Regions from separate parts of the Sus scrofa genome. Here region 1 is linked to region 2. The links are chromatin contacts, called in public HiChIP or PLAC-seq maps. All regions are on one chromosome and are shown on one strand. Each heading gives the region's core, a stretch centred on a gene start, on an enhancer-like site or on the middle of the called end of the contact. The rest is flanking DNA. Distances are from core to core; before and after follow the strand shown.

Region 1 (2,700 bases), core at 94-2,593, 780 kb before region 2:
CCTCTAATCTTGGCCCACTCTACCTCCTTCTAGCTGTGGGCCCCGGGGTGCTGCACTTCCATTGGCTGTGGGTTACAGGGCCTCATACTCATACGAGGGAAAACATCCAATCAGAGTGGCTCGTCTCCACCCTGCCAGTACACGCTAGATTGCGTTGTAGTTGTCCCTCCCGTGGCATGCCGGGAATTGTAGTTTACTGGGCCTTTCTGCCTATAGCGAAAAGAGATGGAGAACTACTAGTCCCAGAGAGCTGAGCGTTGAGGAGTCCGGTTTTTAGGCATACCCCAGCAATTCTCTGGATCCACAACCGGCATCCAGGAACAGGTGAGAGAGGTCTCGGGCAGGGAGTGGAGGCACGGGTTAGAAACTCAGCCTTACTTCTGTAGTGATACTTTGAGGCACAGGAGGACCAGTACGTTGTGCTGGAGTTCCCCCGCTTTGGGGGTTGGTGGGACCGACTGGCTAACCTCATGGATGTGAAAAACTCCCATCCCTGTCCTGTGCTTTCCTGGAACCCTCAGTGTAACTGCACATTGGTTTGCTCTTCTACTGCGAACTCTCCCCACCTGCCCACTGTTGTTCTGAGGTTGTCTGCATAGTTCTAGTCTGTAAAGGCTTAGGACACCCAGTCCCAGAGCCTCAGACCACATGTCCATAGCACCCAGGGGTTCCTGTTTCATGTCTCTTCATCTCACAGACTCTGTACCCCTCTTTCTGGCTACTGGGAAGACCTGGATTCTAGGTTTGGTACCCACGTCCTAGGTATCTTCCTACCTCCTAGAGGCTCAGCTTGACTTATATAAAATAGGTTGATTTAAGGGTCTTCCTAGCCCCCAGTTCTGAATTCCTTTACTCTAGACTCTTCTCTCTGTACTCCAGGACTTGGGAAGCAGCCAGGGGTGTAGCAATTCCAGAGAATCCCTGGAGGGGAGGCATTGATGGTTGAAAAGGATAAAGTTAGGTGGCAATAAGTTTTAGTCACCTTTTTTTTCTTTTTGGCGACACCTATGGCATGTGGAAGTTCCTAGGCCAGGGATCCAACCTGCCCACAACAGTGACAAGACTGGGTCCTTAACCACTAGGCCACCAGGAAACTCCAAGTTCTAGCCATCATATTTTAAGTGCAGTTAGTTTATTCTCAGTCACCCAGCTGTACTTTTTGTTCCCCACATTTTTTTTTTTCCCTGTAAATGCCCTCAATCTCATACCAGGAGAAAGTGGGGCCTTCTGGCTATGGAGGTAAAAGTTCGGGGAGGTGACCTGGGGAGCTGCCAACGTGCATCTGCCTTTGGTGCTTGCTCCTGCAGGGAGTGCTCAGTGCCCCTTCCCTGTACCACCCCCCATGCTGCCCCTGTCCCGCTGGCTGAGATCTGTGGGGCTCTTCTTGCTGCCAGCCCCCTGCTGGGTGCCCCGGGAGAGGTGGCTGGGTCCCCTACGGCGGCCCTCCCTGGTGCACGGGTGCCCAGTCCTGGGGGCATGGCACAGTGCTCGCTGCTGGTGCCAAGCGTGGACAGAGGAGCCTCGGTGAGTTTGGTGGGGGTGAGGGGCCTTGGGGAGGGGAGCAGCTGTTCAGGTTTCTGACTTGTCCTCCCTCTCCTCAGAGCATTTTACTCCTCCCTCAGAATGAACGGAGACCAGAAATTGGACGCTTATGCCCGAGAAAGGCAGGATTTCATCCAGCACTTCTCCCAGATCGTCAAGGTGCTGACTGAGGAGGACATCGGGCACCCAGAGATAGGAGATGCTGTTGCCCGACTCAAGGAGGTGAGGGATTTATGACTGGAGAGAGTCTTTGCTCTCTCTGCATGTGTGGGATCCAGCTCTGGCTTTTGGGGGACTTTTGGCAGGGGTGGGAGCAGGGTTTTACCTGAGCGTTTCTGGGTGCCCTCTGGAGGTGCAGGTATACTTAGCCCAGTAGTCCTGCCTGGTGGTTCTTTTGGGCCATCCGCACTGCTTTGAATAAGGGTGGAGGGCCCTGGGGGTGAGGCATTAGGCATCCAGAAATAATGAGGGGCTACCTTGGCAGGGACCTGGGAGGAAGGCAGTCTGAGATGGGCTTGGGTGAAGCTAGTGCATCAGAAACTCCTGCTCTAGGACAAGAACTATTGCTGAGATACTTAAGTTGCCTTATTGTTTTATTCCTTTTTTTTTTTTTTTTTTAAAGGGCCACAAGTGTGGCATATGGAAGTTCCCAGGTTAGGGGTCTTATTAGAGCTGCAACCACAGCAACACCTGATCCTAGCCATGTCTGACTTACACCACAGCTCATGGCAGCACCTGATCCTTAACCCACTGAGCAAGGCCAGGGATTGAACCTGTGTCCTCATGGATACTAGTTTGCGTGCATTACTGCTAAGCCACAATGGGAACTCCTAATTCTTTTATTCTTTTAGAGTATCTAGTAATTCTTACTATAAATGCTCTCTCATTTGTCTGAGGGGAACTAAGGAGAAGGGGGTGTGTCTACACTGGGATGGAGATTAAAAGGGAAGTCTTCCCAGTGAATTAGATCTAAGGGCAGCCAACGGCACAGAGGTCCCAGCAGGACATGCCATTGGAGGAGTGGGGGACGGGTCCTCCACCCTATGGTCTCCTCCAAGATTTCCTCTGGCCGACTTTGGGTGGGTGGGTGGGGGGGCTTTAATAAAGTGAGAGAGGCTTTTCATTTGCAGATAGGTTGAACTGTGGGTAGGAGGAGGG
Region 2 (2,700 bases), core at 22-2,521:
AAACACCAGGGAAGATAGCTAGAGGCAGACAACTTATAAGATAGGCTACCTTGGCAGCATTGATGTTTCCAGACTGAACTTTTCTTCCAGATTCACGCTTTGTGTTCTGGCCTAAAACAGATAAAAACAAAAGGCAATAGTCCAGGACTGCCCCATTGTATATAAGTTATTCATTTATTTCCCAATCTTTGAAAATAAAAACAGGAGTTTCCCTGGTGGTGCAGCGGAAATGAACTCAACTAGGAACCATGAGGTTTTGGGTTCGATCCCTGGCCTTGCTCAGTGGGTTAAGGATCTGGCGTTGCAGTGAGCTGTGGTGTAGGTCGAAGATGAGGCTTGGATCCCACATTGCTGTGGCTGTGGCCTAGGCCAGCAGCTGCAGCTCGGATTGGACCCCTAGCCTGGGAACGTCTATATGCCGCGGGTTTGGCCCTAAGAAGCAAACAAAAAAAAAAAAAAAAAACAAAAACACATACTGGTTTCCCAGATGTATACACTGATCAAAGCTTACCAACTTATACTCTTCAAATATGTGCAACTTTTTGTATATCAATTGCACCTCAACGAGCTGTTAATAAGTAAACATACATACTTATTTCTTTCTTTACTTCAACTCCTGGTATACTAAGAAACAATTCATAAAGCTTCAACTTTGGAATCTTAGTCATCACTTTCTCTCTAATCAAATATTCATGTATGTATAACAAGGATTCATAACCTAAGATCCATCAGATTTTTAAAGACCTGGTGACCCTAAAAAAGCATCAATCACTCCCTTATGTAAAAAGGAAAACTTGGGGGATTCATGTCCTCATAATTGGGTACACAGAATCATACTGACATTCCCAGCGTAATTATTAAATAGTTCCTCCCCCCTTCTCCCCTGTGTGCTATGGAATGAGAACACACACTCAAAAGCATCTGGGTTTGCGAGATACAATCACTTCATGCTTGGACATAACCAGAATGCCTCAGGAACCCACTGACCATCAGTAAGTGTGACCTACATGTTTTAATAGGAAGTCTAATAGGTTAGGGCCGCTAATGCAAGGGATTAACTCCGACCTCAAAAGAGCTGAACAACGCACTACTCACCTTAGGGCCCTCTCAATGGCTATACCTGAATCAAAAGAATGTTTATTTCACTCCTCTCTCCAAATTATACTTCCCTACAGTTTGTTGTAAAATTTCCCACCCATCAAACCTAAACATTCATTCACAGTTCTCAGGATTTAGATTCCTATTTCAGGCACTGATAACCAAAATCCTGCATGGACCTTTCTGATTGGATTCATCAGAAAAAAATTGGTTTTTTTTTCTGGGTTAAGTGGATTCTTGTTTGCAAACAGTTATTTTCCAGGTATACAGAAAATCGATAGCATTCTACACGCATAAGAGAGGGACGGAAAATGACTAATAAGGCTGAGATTACACAGAACAGAAACATACCCGAGGAAGACAACAGAAATGCGACTCATTCCCCATAGGTAAAGAGACCCAATGGAAAAATGTGGGAAAACTCAGTTGGTAAGTGGGAAAGATTACCACGGAGGGGATATCAAGGGAATAACTACATCTAAGATAAACCAGTGAGGAAGGTAGGGTTACTTGAGGAACAGAAGTTGCAGAATGGAAATTCAAGAGGACAATTACTGAAAATACAAATAACCAAGGCTACCACTCGCTCTTTTAAGCAATTGTCTCTACTTATCTCACTTGAGTCACAATCTTACGGGAAAATAGTTAATCCTAATAATAAAGATGGAAACGTTTCAATCAAACAACGTGGCTGACGCCACACCACTACTAAGGGATGGGCCAAGGTTAAAATGCTAGGCCAAACTTAAAAGCCGTTAGTCACAAAACTGCACACTGAAAATCACTCAAAGAAGGTTGCAAGGGCGGGGGTTGGAGGTGAAGAACAGAATGCCGAGTGGGAAGCATCTTCCCGAGGCCAGAGCCCGGAAAAATGAGGCTCGAGAGAGAAAGGTCAGTTTGCGTTTGTGTAGACATGGGAATACGTTAAGGGTAGACAGGAAAGCAGAAGGGGCTTCCAAAATGAACGACTGGAAGGCTCAGGGGCCGGACCAGGGCGGGACTGGGCTGAGGCAAGGCTGTAAAGTGCCGAAAGAGGGAGATGAAGAGGGGGTCCCTTCCCCAGCTTTCCCAAAACTCACTAAGCACGAGCACCGGACGATGGCCCATCATGGCGGCGCGATGCAGAGCCGGGTACCCAAAGCAGGGGGAACCGGCAGAACCTTCTGGAGAGAGAGAACCAGCGAGAAGCCCAGAAAACGCTGCCTCCTCAGGGCTTACACCCAACCCCGCTACCCTCCCGGGCGCCCCCAATCACCGCACCCATCTCACTGACCGGCACGGAAACAGGCCAATTGACATTCTTAGCCCCGCCCCCTACGCAAGAACGCGGGGCAAGCTAGGTAGAGAGAGCACGGTGATGGCAATGAGAGGGCAGAGGCGCTTGCGCAATGGGGTGGCCGCTCCCGGCCGCGTGCGGCGCGAACCTTGGCGCAAGCGCCAAGGATCGGGTAGTTGGCCGGAACGCCACTGCGCATGTGTGTCAACTATAAGGGTGGGTGCTGGGGTAGAGGCTTTCCATTAACACCGCAGGTGAGGTCATTAAACTCATGCGTCTCGACTCCTTTCGGACGCCAAGGTGGAGAATGACTTGACAGTTTCCAT

Evidence for each region. HiChIP or PLAC-seq counts read pairs in DNA pulled down with a chosen protein or histone mark.
Region 1: an H3K27ac HiChIP or PLAC-seq map of skeletal muscle shows a contact between it and region 2, with 6 times the contacts expected there. The contact joins the promoter of FDPS here to the promoter of TSACC in region 2. A contact is called at or near these places in 1 of 5 promoter capture datasets (liver) and 1 of 2 datasets of contacts at active chromatin or transcription factors (skeletal muscle).

What each region holds. Positions count from the first base shown.
Region 1 is chr4:94,512,337-94,515,036 of Sscrofa11.1, reverse strand. FDPS (farnesyl diphosphate synthase) reads left to right here and starts at 1,343. Exons shown (of 10, transcript NM_001185131.1): 1 at 1,343-1,524; 2 at 1,602-1,764. The coding sequence starts at 1,343.
Region 2 is chr4:93,733,600-93,736,299 of Sscrofa11.1, reverse strand. It overlaps TSACC (TSSK6-activating co-chaperone protein), which reads left to right and starts at 1,271. Exons shown (of 4, transcript XM_013996980.2): 1 at 1,271-1,989. It overlaps CCT3 (chaperonin containing TCP1 subunit 3), which reads right to left and starts at 2,333. Exons shown (of 14, transcript NM_001244180.1): 1 at 2,178-2,333; 2 at 50-111. The coding sequence starts at 2,208.